2 separate regions of the Capsicum annuum genome follow, and region 1 is linked to region 2. A link is a contact called in public Hi-C data. All regions are on one chromosome and are shown on one strand. The core of a region is the stretch at or near the end of the contact, and the rest is flanking DNA. Distances in the headings are between cores, read along the strand shown. Region 1 overlaps LOC107847392 (protein LONG AFTER FAR-RED 3). Region 2 holds the start of LOC107847377 (integrin-linked protein kinase 1).

The links. Hi-C and Micro-C count contacts between places; a contact is called where the count stands out from the background.
Region 1: a contact with region 2 is called in a Hi-C map of placenta, with 2.4 times the contacts expected there. The contact joins the enhancer-like site here to the promoter of LOC107847377 in region 2. A contact is called at or near these places in 3 of 5 Hi-C or Micro-C datasets (bud, leaf and placenta).

Annotation. Positions count from the first base shown.
Region 1 is chr1:226,287,847-226,295,703 of UCD10Xv1.1, reverse strand. It overlaps LOC107847392 (protein LONG AFTER FAR-RED 3), which reads left to right. Exons shown (of 13, transcript XM_047409219.1): 12 at 257-372; 13 at 1,128-1,599. The coding sequence ends at 1,326. Among protein-coding and RNA genes, the nearest start is that of LOC107847392, 41 kb to the left of the region's middle. Within about 2 kb of position 2,968, at least 1 of the 5 cell types and tissues checked has an H3K27ac peak or open chromatin away from gene starts, as enhancers often do.
Region 2 is chr1:225,936,567-225,943,617 of UCD10Xv1.1, reverse strand. LOC107847377 (integrin-linked protein kinase 1) reads left to right here and starts at 3,349. Exons shown (of 12, transcript XM_016691583.2): 1 at 3,349-4,132; 2 at 5,504-5,578; 3 at 5,654-5,758; 4 at 6,518-6,603. The coding sequence starts at 3,719.

The DNA of each region.
Region 1 (7,857 bases), core at 1,719-4,218, 350 kb before region 2:
TGTCAGTAACTCAGTACTAAGGGGGTGTTTGATTGGCTTTTTTAAAGTGACTTATAAGCTAAAAGCTAAAAGCCAACCAACTTTTGGCTTTTAGCTTTCTTTTGTGTACTTTTTAAGCCTAAAGTGAAGTACTTAAAAACACTTTGTATCTGGGCCAAACACCTCCAAAAATAAAAAAGTGCTTAAAAATAAAGACTTAAAAATAAGCCCGTCTAAACACCCTCTAATTTCTTGTTAAATTCTGTTCTCTTTTCAGGTAGTAGATATTAATCCATTGAAAAGCATAAGAACATCGATGAAGAGAATACCTCCCCATTGGGAAAAGGCTTGGATTCCATCAGAATGCTTGTGTCTCAAGGATGCATTAAAAGCGTAAGTGGTGTTGTTCTGTTTGAGTCATTTGTTATTTCAGCAGTCCACTCTTATCTGCGCATTGAGATAATTCTTTATGTAGCAAATCTATGGTATTTTTGGTTGAGCCTGGAACTCATTTGAGCAGGACCCACGAGAAGCCACTTTAAGTGGTCAACAGGGGGAAAAAATCAATATTATAGTCGATTAACTGATCTGCTGCTATTAGCTCAGCTCTCTGGTCCGTTTGAATTTAATTTGACATTGGAAATGCTAACAATTAGTTACAGCTTGGTCTGATTTCATAAGAGGTACACAGTGAGAAGATAAGAACCTTCATAGATGATACAGTAGTCAGTTGCGTCAATTACACATGCTGGATGAGTCGTGTTAAATTGTTACTTAGAAATCAAAGTGCAATTCATTTTCTGTAACCAAGGGTGTGTCCTAGTTGTCAATGAAGTGGGTTCTTCCCGTCTTCCTAGACCTTTGTGGACAGAGTTACTCGATACCTATGAGAGCTAGCCAGTAGCCGATAACTCAAAAAAAGAAAAGAAACAGAATAGTTGCAATTAATTCTCTTTCCCACCAAAAATAACATTTCTAAATGTCGCTGGCTTGTTCTCCAATATTTCTCTTTTTAATTTTTCAATCTTTATCTGGTGAACTATGTCAGTGTAACCATGGGGTTCAATATATCCGTGAATTGTTTTTTTCTTTCGAAAACATGCTTTCTAAAATTCTGTTACCTATCCTGGCTTATTTTTATCTGTCAGGTACACCATCTCGGCTGCTCATGCATGTTTTCTTGATAAATATGTTGGATCATTGTCTCCCGGAAAATATGCAGATTTTGTGGTATTGTCAACTAGTTCATGGGAAGACTTAGCAACTGAAGTTTCTGCTGATGTTGAGGCAACATATGTTGGTGGTTCTATGGCTTACTCCATAAAACCCGATGTTAAACGTGAATAGCACAGGCAACAACAATTATGCTTAGAATGATTACATAAAATGGAAAACATTGTGCCAGCCAAGAAGCGCGATATGCTAATTGAACTTGGCTGACTTCAGCCGCATTACGATTCTTGAAGCTGTTATAAAGGTGTTTGTGAATTTTATTAGTGAAATTTTGTGGCTTTTATGTACTGGAATGTGATTTTCCTTTTCCTTTTTTCAGCCTCTGCTTAATATATGTTTCTATAATCATGAGTGCAAGTGATGCAAGATTTTCGGTTTGTAGTTTTATTGGATGTCTCCATGGTTAAATGTTTTAGATCACTTTAATCCACCTCCATTGAATAAGCAGCGTTCCATTCACTCTCCCACATGACTTAAATTTCCAATCTATTTCTTTTTTAAAATAAACCTATAGGTTTCTTTAAGGTTTATCAATCAGTATCAATTAGTTTAGTTCACATTCATCCATTTTCATGTCTTCCATAACCTGCCATTGAACTGCTTTCAAGGTATACGGACCAACCTCACTTTAGTGTATATGCAGTTACAATTGATGTTCATGGATGGATAGATATTCCATTGGTTCTTAATTTTTGGGCTGAAAAAACTCTTCTTCGGTTCCGCTTATCGATTCGCTTCGACTTGACCAGATCACAAGATAACTTGTCTGAGCTTTCTCTCGCACTCTGCCTCAACTATTCATTCAATGATCTTTGCAATTCCAGTATAAAGAGCTTCCTCAATAATTCCCGGAAAGCATGGAAGTACTCTTCCAGCCAAGGTAGTCAATTGTTACACAGGACGCTATTCAATCCCTGAGCTTTTGGGCGTTGAGAACCGACATTTTAAGTTATTTTGAAAGCCCGAAGGCTGATACCCCAATAGGAAAGACGTTCATTCATAGATTTTCAAACTTCTGGTAAATGTCATACCGATTAGTTGGTTTACTGGTGGTATATAGTAGGGCTGTCAAGGAAAGACGTTTCTGGCAAATGTCATACCAATTAGTTTGTTTTGTGGTGGTATATAGTAGGGGTTGTCAAAATGTTGAATCACTTTTTTACGTCGCGCAAATGATTTTTAATATGCTTCTTTCTTTGTCGACACTATTAAGGACCTATGATTTGCCCCATTTACCTATTAAAGATAATTAGAATTGATTATTCAAACAAAAAAGCTATTTTGTTTTCGCCGAAAATAACCTATAGATAATAAAACAAAAAAGTTCATACTTTTAAATTCTATCCAATAGTCAATTAATAATGAGAATTCTATACTTTAATAAGTTGGATAGAATTTAAAAGTATGAACTTTTTTATTTTCGCAGAAAATAACAAACTTGTCTGGAACATTCTTTTAGATCTTGAATTAATTTTGCGTGATAACTTCAAACCTGAAAATTAACCACAGTAATCCAAATTGGATGAAAGCACTTGAATTATCGTGGTTAATTTATAGCTTTAAAGTTATCATGCAAAATTAATTTTAAGATCTAAAAGAATGTTGCAAACGTGTAGACTGTTTTGCCAGCAAAAACAAAAAGTTCATACTTTTGAATTCTATCCAACTTATCAAAGATTGTTATATGATGTATATATAACCATGTAATGTTATGTGGCTAATATAGTGGCCAAGCTATTAAACTTGGCCTCCAAGTACTATTAGTGGCTACTGCTGACTTTGTCCCCAAGGACTGTTGGCTATAAATAGCCATTTGATTGTACATTGTAACATATGAACAATACAATGAAATAATTGTACTTCCTACTCCATTCTATCTCTTTAAATTGTCTTTGCTTGTTTTTCTTAATTTAATATCTTGTTCTATTTTATAACACATTATCAACACGAGCCTCTGTCATTTTGAGTAAATATTTTTAACTGTAATAAAAGTAAGAAACTTATTTTTTTTTAAAAAAATAATGTCGAGTCTATCTAACAATGAATTTGTTGCCCTGGATATATCGAATAAAACCTACTTATTTTGGCACTTGATTCCAAAATTCATTTAGATGTGATGAGTCAGGTAGATACCATCAAAGATAAAAAGCAAACATTGAATCCAGTCAGTGCCAAGGCTATGCTATTTCCTCGTCGTCACCTTGATGAGGGATCAAAAAGGGGTATTTCATTGTTAAGGATCCTCTTGAAGAGTGGAATAATTTGAAAAATAGATATGACTACATGAAGATGGTCAGATTACAAGATTTTAAAGATACAACTCCGTATAATTACGATGTTTAGAATTATTTCATAGTTAAACTTATGCGGAGAAAATATCACAGATCATGATATGCTAGAGAAAACATTCTCCATCTTTTCTGCGTCAAGTTTACTATTGCAACAATAATATCGAGAAATGAGATTTAAAAAGTATTCTGAATTAATTTCACATCTTTTTATTGATGAACAACATAATGATCTTTTGATGAAAAATCACGAGAGCCGAGCTACTAGTAATGCTCAATTTCTGAAGTGAATGTAGCAAGTTTTCGCCAACCCAGGTATGAAAAGGTCCTGGTCGTAGTCGTGATCATGCCTGGTCGTAGTCGTGATGGTGGTAAAGGAATAAATTCTAATCATGGTGATTATCTTGCACCAATAGTAATATTCCTCACCAATAGTGTAACGCCCCGAGTCTGTATCCCGGACGCTATACGGTGCTCATAATTCCGAAGGACCATGAGCTAACCCATGACTGATACCTGCTGCAATAACTGAGTAATAATATGTTATAATGCAGAATAATGGGATAAAATGCCATAAGATTCAAATAACTAAAATAAATCTGAAATAACTGTCTGAATATCTAGTCTGAAAAGCCTCTAGCTGAACTGTCTAAACTGTGGAGTTGATGGGACAATCCCCTAACTAACTTCATCTACTGAAATACTGAATGTAATGAGATAATAAAATAAAAGAATATCCTTGAATGATGAGGACTCACTGCTAGTCTACTGCTGCAGGCTAAATCTGAATCTACCTACGTGTGATCAGGAACCTGAGCATCCAAACCTATGGTATAAAATACCATAACGCAAGAGAAAAGTATGCGTTAGTACGCGTGAATGTACTGGTATGCAAAGTGAGGTAGACTGAATTTAAAGGTTCACATGCATGAACTATAACTGACCGAATAACATGGATATAGCTGAGTGAGAAATACATGCATAAATACAGAAGCTGTAACTAAGTCATAATAATACTGAATACTGAGTTTACTAGTAATATGGATTACTGATAACTGATATACTGTTACTGAGTGACAGTCCTGACTCTGATGAAACTAGCTGAGTTCTGTACTGAGCTGAATGACTGTATTTGACAGTCCTGAAATCTGTAGAACTATCTGAGTTCTTTATTGATGAATGAGACTGAGACTGTGGGAAGTAATCATCTAACCGATATGCCCCTTTTAAACTGATTTGGGGTCCAACCTATAACCCCAATTGGAAGGGTGTCAATACTGTGCCACGAGTAAATAAAAGCTGAGAGTTACCCTCATCTATCAGGTACTTTAATACGAATAGTGAAACCCTTAACTGACAGGTTCAGCTACCTCATCAACCCTCATCTGGAAAGTTTGATGTCTCAACCTACGCTGGCTACGTAGTTCTGGAACACAAGGACTGCTTCTAAGGATCACACCCTTTACTGGCAGGTGAGCCTTTATCCTTGGGTTCACTCGATGTTGAATCCTACTCCCAACTGAATAGACACTGAACTGAGTATACTAGACTGAACTGGACCAAGTTTACTGAGTTCCGTTGATTGACAAAATGCTACTGAATTCTGTTTACTGACTGAGTTTTACTGAGGCATGAACTAAATACTACTGAGTTTTTCCTAAATTCTGAGACTAGCTGAGAGTACTACTGATCGTGACATGGCTGGGATGGATTCTGTAAATGGCACTGGCTCTAGGCACACAACTAATTTGTCAGGTATACCCCCAGGACTCGATAGCATGAAGATAATAAGACATGATAATTCTTGAATACTTGACAATAGTCAACAACTCACAATACAATTTATTAGGCATTTCATCAAGCACTTGAAAGTCGTGAACTTGCACATAAATAGGAATGCATGCTAATATGTCATAATTTCATAAACTAATCTCATGAACATTCCATCAAACACTTACAAGGCATAAATTTATACTTAGGAATGAACAACAATACTAATACATCATGACTACCATATTAATTCATAATTCAGGAATTTCTACCTAAGAGAATCAAAATTCAACTTACGTACCACCATAATATCAAGAAATACATTAAAGATTTCAACTTGAAATGCATACCACAACATCAACATGATTACATTCAAACCAACAACATGGGCATAACAACTTATGTTTTTAAAATAAGTTTCTTGAACTGCAAGGGTGGAAGGGACCCTTGGATGAAAACTTTACATACCTTATTGCTTGAATTTGGAAATATTGATGGTGAAATCTCTTGGATTTGATTCTTGGATTAATATCCCTAAGGTTTTGTTCTTGAGGATTTTATGAATAATGATTGTATTATACCTCTAAAGGGGCTAAACTTCGTGTTATGGGGGCTAAAGGGCGTGGGAGAAAGACCTAATTACCCCTTGAGATGCGACTTTTAAATGTCTGAAAAACTGGGTTACTGATGCGCAGGTCGACGCGGTGCGTCGATGGCATCGATGTGATATCTAAAGTGTCGTGCCAAGTTAGCGTCGACTCACTAGAATTTAATGGTAGTAGCTAGGAAAAATATTAACCAACGCAATAGTCGATGTGACGCGCTAAGATCGCGTTGGTTCACTATTTTGGGATTCCAAAGGAGCTTCAAACAAAGTTCAAAAAATCCAAAACTTGTTCGGGTTCACTTATTGACCTTCCTGATCATAAATTAACTCAAATATAGACATTAAAAGACATTAAGGTCGCAAAGTAAAATCGCTAACTTATGAAGGCTAAAAATATAACTAAGTCGGAATACTTAGCTAAATATTCTAAGTACTTAGCTAGCTAAATATTCTAAGTCTAGGACCCCTTGACAAGCTTAAAAGACTGAATTAAGCTAGAAATTTTGTGGGGTCTTACAATATCTACCGCTTGGGAATATTCATCCTCGAATGGGATGGAATGAACTGAGAGTACTAGTAGGTTGAATCTACTTACTGGATATGGATATCTAGGATATGACTATAGGACTAATATTACTGATATACTGAATTACCACATTGAACATGCATATCTGATGCATGAGTACATAATTGAGCCAATTTATAAGTACATGACTGGGATTTATGATAAGCTGAGTTTCTCATACTGAACATGCATATCTGATGCATGGATACATGACTGAACTGACTCATGAACATATGCCTGAACATGCAATGGTATTTAATACCAACTTTGTAACTGAAATCTGAACATGAAACTAAATAAGCTTAGGAAAAACTATTACCTTGGGCTGAGTCTGTGTTTGCGGAGAAGAGATGAGGATACTTGGTCCGCATGTCTGCTTCTGCTTCCCAAGTAGCTCCCTCAATGGATTGATTCCACCAAAGAACTTTGACTATAGGGACTTCTTTGTTCCTCAATCTGTGAGTCTGATAGTCATGGATTTTGACTGGAATCTCTTCGAAGGAGAGGTTGTTCTGAATATCTATGCCCTCAACAGGGACTACAAATTCTGGGTCATCTATGCACTTATTTAGCAAGGAGACACGAAACACTAGATGGATTGAAGCTAGATCTGAAGGAAATTTGAGATTATAAGATACTTTGTCAAAACGATTGAGAACTTTGAAGGGACCAACATATCGGGGACTAAACTTTCCCTTTTTGCCAAACCTCTTCACTCCCTTCATGAGAGAGATTTTCAAATATACATAATCGCCAATCTCAAACTCGAGATCCTTTCTGTGTACATCTGCGTAAGATTTCTATTGGCTCTGAGAGGTCTTAAGATTTTCTCTGATCAACTGAACTTTTTCTAAGGTATTGAATACTAGGTCAGGCCCTACAACTGCGGCCTTTCCCACTTCGAACCAAGCAATTGAAGATCTGTAGCTCCTACCATAGAGGGCTTCAAATGGAGCCATCTGAATGCTGGAATAATAGCTGTTATTGTATGAGAACTCAATCAAAGGCAAGTGGTCATCCTAACTACCTTTAAAATCTATCGTACACGTTTGTAGTATATCTTTCAAAGTATGAATTGTCCTTTTTGCTTGACCATCTGTCTGAGGATGAAAGGTTGTACTGAGATGAACTCGGGTAACAATACCCTTTTGGAATGTTTTCCAAAAATGAGAGATGAACTGGGGACCTCTATCTGAGATAATAGATAACAGAACACCGTACAATCTGACCAACTCCCTGATATAGAGTTTTCCATAATCCTTGGCTGAATAGGAGGTATGAACTGGAAGAAAATGAGTTGATTTGGTCATCCTGTCTACAATGACCCAAATTGAATCATGCCGACGATGAGTACGAGGCAAACCCATCAAAAAGTCCATGTTCACTTCTTTCCATTTTCAGGTGAGAATACTAAA
Region 2 (7,051 bases), core at 2,100-4,599:
ATTTATGCTTAATATTAAGTTAAGACTTAGCGTCATGTGTAAACTTGCATACAAATTCAAGGGCTAACCTAATATATATACTTCATTGGAATAAGAAGTTATATTATGAAATCTTGCGTAGTAAGATGGCTTATGTGATAACTAACTACTTCTAAAATATATGATTATTATTTGGAACCTAGTAAACTAGTTGGTGGATTGATTAAAATATGGAAACTAGTCCTTAAGGTTATGACATGCTTAGAGATGATGGATCTAGTATTGCGTGATAGTTAGTTAAATTATCTCGTAACATATGAATTTGAGATGGCTTAGTTGATAATTCATGTCATGATGATGCTAGTTAAAGAATGGCCTTATGATAGTTGAATAATCTATACTATGGGTGGCTTGTAGTTTTTCCCCAACTTGATGACTAGTAATTTTAAGACTTGTAATCTTTTGACTTTTGAAAAAATAAGGTTAATTAGTATGGACTTTGCGGTATTTATCAATGAATTATAGAATTAATGATTGCATGCCTATGTTATGGCAATGTTGGTTTCTTTATGTTCAATTACGGTATGGGTATTTGGAAGTGGATTTTGGTAATGAGCCATGGCAGGGTTGTTCTACCCGCAGTTTTCGGTAAATTGATGGAGTAGTTATGCTTTAGTGTATTTATTGATTGTATTCTTTGGTGTACTTTCCGATGGTATGGGACGCTGTGATGAGTTCTTGTTTGATATTCTTTTGTGTGTTCTCCGGTGGTATGGGACGCCGTGATGAGTTCTTTGTTGTGCTCTCTTTCATGTACTTCCCGATGGTATGGGGCGTCGTGGTAAGTTCTTGTGTTTATGTTCTAAAGATGGTTGATGATGATTGTAGATGCTTTGCGATTGTGCATATGGCTTTATGCTTTTGAAATGATACTCAGCTGTTATGGAGATTGTGGGGTATATTGAGATAGTATGTCATGTTATTGCTTTAGTAGTATAGATGTTGTTACAGTGGTATCAAAGCAGATTCAGGTTTGATCTTATCCCTTGACTTTAAGATCATTGTCTAACGTTATATCGTCTTTATATTATATTTGAGCTCAGTCGGTCGATGATGCCTAATGAGTACCCATGTTTTGGTACTTATACTACACTTCTGTACCTTTTTGGTGCAGACCCAGGTTCTAGTTGCTGCCATTGAGCTAGTTCATGCGAGTTGACTATTCGGAGATAGGGTGAGCTCTTGGAGATTGAGTTTCCCTCTTTCCCCTCTATTCTTATTTGTCTTTTGCTTTCGAGACAAATGTATGAGATTATTGAAGACATTTTAGATTCTGAGATTGTAAATTCCTCTTGTCAACTTTAGAAGCTCTTGTATTAATACTATCAGGTCGTGGGATTTGTGTTTGAATATCGGCTGTCCTTTGTTGTGAAATATTGTTGTTATATATTGTGTTCACATATGGGTCCAAGTTGGACATTCTTTCCAAGGTAACCAACTGCAATAGCTCCTGATTACGGTATTGGCTTACCTACCGGTGGGATGTGGTAGGTGCCATCATGACTCGAAAATCGGGTCGTGACATTAAGGTCCCGTTTGGATAGGCCAAAAAAAGTGGCTTTTAAAAAATTCTTTAAAAGTGCTTTTGAAAGTGCTGAACTTATTTTAAAAATAAACAGTTACGTGTTTGAATAAAAGTGCTGAAACTGAAAAAAAGTTATTGATGTGTTTGGTAAACAAATGCTTTTAAGCACTTTTTAGGTCAAAATGTCTGAAATACCCTTAAAGCTGTTCACAATACATAGAGTTGATTATTATTAATTTTTATATCTAAAATGATTCAAATTAAAATTAATATATATTTTAATATATATATATATATTAAAAATATTTTCATGAATGACTATTAATTTGTGCACTAAAAAACCTTTTTTGTTAAAAGAGTTTAAATCATTAAGCAAACTATATATGTTACTAATTATTATAATTACATTAATAGATAGATAGTTGGTTACAAATGATACTATTTGTTTGATAAAAAGAATCTTAATTAGAAATATATTAATCGTTGATTTAGTAATGACTATCACCATTAAAACATTGGTAAATACAAATGTTGCATCGTGAAACATAGATGGATCATTCACTAATCGTCCATGAAGTTGTTTATCTTTAATGAGTATTCTCCATATATTTTGGTTGGTGAATTATTTTTTTATTAGAGAAATTCATATGTTGTACAATAATAGTTGTCTAAATTTAAAAGAATATATTAAAGAAGGGGAATAATATATAAAAATTCATATTTCATAAATTAGAAGTATCATACAAAAGAAGTACTAATATTACAAAAAGTGAAAATATTCAATTAATACAAGCATTAAAAGCTATTTTGCGGCTACACAAAGGTAATTTTGGAATAAGGGAGAATTTTGAGGGACAAAAATGTCTTTTAATTGGTCAAACTACAATGGCTTAAAAGCCCCAAAAAAAAAAAATAAGTTGGAATTGGAGTTTTTAGTTTTTAGCTTATAAAAAACAATTTTCGGCTTTTTTAAAGCAATTTTGAAACTTGCCAAACACTCGTAAAAGTAAAAAGTGGCTTTTAAGCCATTTTGACCAACGTATAATCTTATCCAAACACCATATAAGAACTAATTAAGGTTGCCACATAATTTTTTTGATATAATTATTGTAAAATTCGGTTATAGTGACTTTTGTGATGGTTGGGGTAAAGTTAAATGACTTTTGTGTAATGAATAAAAGAAAAGTGATTTTTGCGTAATAGATATAAAGTTAAGTGACCATGGATAAAATGAATGAAAGAAAAATGACTTTTGCATAATAGATACAAAGTTAAGTGACCATGAATAAAATTTACTCAATGAAAGATCACTGAAACTTTAGATGCCTGTCGATGAGTTCAGTCTATATATATTGATTGATTGATGTCTAGTTGGTAATGAAATTCGATAAGTGGAAAAGTTTTCAGGTTTGTAGTGATCATGAATAAAATTTACTCAGTGAAAGATCGCAGAAACTTTAGATGTCTGTCGATGAGTTCAGCCTATATATATTGATTGATTGATGTCTAGTTGGTAATGAAATCCGATAAATGGAAAAGTTTTCATGTTTGCAATAGCCAATAATGACCTTTGATAAGCAGCAATGTAGTATTGATTGATTTAGGAGAGAATAGAAAGACCATCAAATTTATTGATATTATTATTTAAAATCAAGTGTAAAACACATTGTAATTAACCAGCTAACTACTAATAGTTGCAATAATATAAAGTGACACGCGTCTTTTGTTTATTAATTGTAATTGAGTGTAAATATTTTTGATACGGATAAGCTTTTACCTACGGTATTACAAGAAAACAAAATGAAAGAAAAAAGGGAAAATAAGTGGACTATTCTCCCAAAACACATCAGTATCATAACGTATTTTCCGGGAATCTGTGTGGATGTTTGTACCTGAAAGCATTTTCATTTCATAATATCCCGTTCATTTCCTCCAGATTGTAACGCACTTTTCTTTCTTTCTTTCTTTCTCTGAGAAATTTATTCTCAATTCTCTACTTTCAATTCCTTTACAACAAATCCTCCTAGATTTCATAATCCCACATATACATTTTTTTTTTTAAACATGTTTTGGCATTTCTTCTCATGATGATGATGAAATTATTATAATTGTGTTATTGAAATATAGAGGTGAAAAGTTGTTATAAACGGTTAAATGGATCTAAAAAACCGTCTAACACGAGGAATATCTCGACAATTCTCAACAGGATCATTGAGAATGAGCGGTAAATTCAGTTTCAAAAGACAAAACTCAATGGATCCAAGGAATAACAATATGAGATTTAGCTTTGGTAGGCAATCATCGCTCGATCCAATACGTAGATGTCCATCATTCGAAAATGCTGTACCGGATAATTTGGATTCGACGATGCAGCTATTGTTCATGGCATGTCAAGGTGATGTGAATGGAGTTAAGGAACTGTTGGATGAAGATGTTGATGTTAATAGTATTGATTTAGATGGAAGGACTGCTTTGCATATTGCTGCTTGTGAAGGACATGTAGAGGTTGCTAAGCTTTTGTTGTGTAGGAAGGCTAATATTGATGCCCGTGATCGATGGGGAAGCACGGTAATTTTTTTGCTTTTGCAATTTTTTTGGCTCATAAACTGTACTGCCTGAATTTATCTGACATAATTTGGATTTGGATGGTCAAGAAGTTTAATTTTGACTTTGAATTCAGGTGCGGAAGGGGAGGCTTGACTTAACGGGTAAAATTGCCACCATGTTACCTCCAGATCTTGTTCAAGCCGTGGAAACAGTCTCTTGTAGAAATGCAGGGCAAGACTGTGTAAAATTGACATTTGTGATCCGGTCCTTCCCTGATCCCGCACATAGCAAGGGCTGTCCTTTTTAATTCGGGCTCGGAAACTTCAAATTTTTAAATTAAATTTACTCCTTCATATTTGGAAATTAATTATAAAGTAATGTAAGTCATAGTAATTGAAAATATAAAATATTTAGAATATACATGAAAAAAGTCACGGTCAAAGACAGGGGCGGATCTATGTATTGGGTTGGGGGTGCCACGGCACCCGTAGTCTCGATTGAAACTCTATATTTACATGTGTATATCTGTAGATATTGTACACGAATTTAGTATAAATATTAACTGTGGCACCCAAAGTAACAGAGGGGCTTGTTGCACCAATGTCTAGAGGTCGCAATTTGCTGCTTGGGGACCCAAGTTCGAATCTGCTGGAGGAGATTTTATTTTTTTTAAACTATAAAATGTGCAACTAAGAAAAGACCTAGCCATACCAAAAAGGCAGTGCCTTACATTGTTTAAAAGGCAGTTTACAAATTTAAACATAGATTTCCTCTATGGATAATGTCATAGATTTCCTCTATGGATAATGAGACCACTTCCGCAAAATGTTGCATACGTTACTATTTATCCTGGCACTCGGAGCTTCAAAATCCTGGATCCGCCTCTGGTCAAAGAAGAATTGTTCGAATCTCAAAATCCAAAAAGTAACACGACTTAAAGGAGTATATGTATGATGTATTGTGTTTGGTATGACTGAAAAATGTTATTGAATCTAATCTCTGAATTGTATTAATATGTTTTGTGAAAGTATCCTCCTCACTTATTGCTGTAGGGCATATTTACAGTTGTTATTCTTGTCACTTGTTTCAATCAGCATTTGCACCCCAATGAACCTCGAATTATGATAAATTTTTCTTATTGATATATGCTATTATTCTCTTTGATATGTTATAATTCCTTGATAATTGATGAAATTTAAGAGCATGTAATATGGTGAAATCGTAATTCTAAACTTCAGCGAGTCTAACTTGAGATCAAAAAATGAAGACTTAAGAATTTACAGACTGTGTATCTCCTTAATTTTCTAATTTTATTTATCTTTTTGCATTTGGACAATACTATTTTTATGAGGGTTCAGGTGCATCCCTTGAACTTCCTTATTATTATGCCAGGCTGCAGCTGATGCGAAATACTATGGAAATAATGAAGTTTACAATATCTTAAAGGCCCGAGGGGCCAAAGTCCCGGTAAGTGGGAAGATAATTTTCTGGTTAAAGATAGCCTTATGATATTATGGTGCTGAGTATTTGTCACATTGCTAGAAACTCAGAAACACACCAATGACTGTAGCAAATCCTCGAGAAGTTCCAGAATATGAACTAAATCCACTGGAGCTTCAAATCCGGAAAAGGGATGGAATATCAAAGGTAAGGACTTTCTTTTATTTCAAAATAAGCATAGGGATGTTTCAATTTTTAGAAATGATGAAAGCGTTAAAATGCAATTTACCGTATGCCAGTATAAGCAAATTTTGGTACACTTTGTAGAACCTATATTCAATGATACAAACCTTTTGGCCTGACCAAATTCTATTGAGTCTGAATCATAGTGATCACACTTATTAAAGAATGACTCTGGTTATCAAATGATTGAACAACCGGGAGCAATTTATTTACTATACTACTATAAACTAAACTTGAAATGTATGGTGCTCCGATGTTTCTACAGAAAAAATTAAGTACCGCTACTATTCTTTGGTCCATATCTATCCAGAATCAGGAGATCATCTTACTACATATTTATCTGAAATCAGATTTAGTTCTCCACTTGAACTTGTGATGGTTAAGTGAGTAATTTGTTGTAACTCTAAAATTTTAGGTATACTTCTAAATTTTCAGCTTGCTGGGTTGGTGAAACATCTTAATTCAATTATGTCATCAACTATAGTTCATTTGGCAGCGAGTTAAGATTAATAAAAATCAACATTACCTCATAGGAAACCTAACCTCAAATTTTGAACGTTTGCAAACTTTTGAACATTTCATTTCCTGCTTTGCTTTCTGAAGTAAGCTACAAGACGTCTGCATTGGCTTGCCTCTCCTCGTACAATTTGTGCTTGATTTTGCATAGCTAATTTTTCAATCTTCTCTTAACCACTTTGTTGCAACTTCTTTGCCTTTCAACAGGGTTCGTATCAAGTTGCTAAATGGAATGGGACAAAAGTTTCTGTCAAGATACTTGACAAGGATAGTTATGCAGACCCTGAAGCTATGTAAGTTGTTAACTTATTTTCTGTTGATCTCCTGATTCACAACCATAGGGCACATTTCTATTATTGGATTTGGAAATATGCTTACCGAAGAGACATGCATATTTTGGACTTCAGCTAGTAACCATGTTGCCTGATTTTCTGTGGCTAGAAAAGGTTTGTCATGATACACTAATCTGGATATTAATTAGTTGTGCAGCTTTGGCAGATGATTATACCGGATTGGGTTGTCTTGTCAGGTGTTCAAACCATTATTTTCTTCACTTTCACTTGGGGGACATTTCATGTATCCCTTGTGTACTAGTTTGCTTGTTATGTAGGTGAAGCTCAGGCAGTTTATACTAATTTTGAGGCTCATCGTTTGGAGGAATCAGGCTGAGATAACTAAGAAAATTTCCTAGTGTTAGTCAACAAGTTACTTTCCTAACAAAAGAAATCAGGATCTATTGGA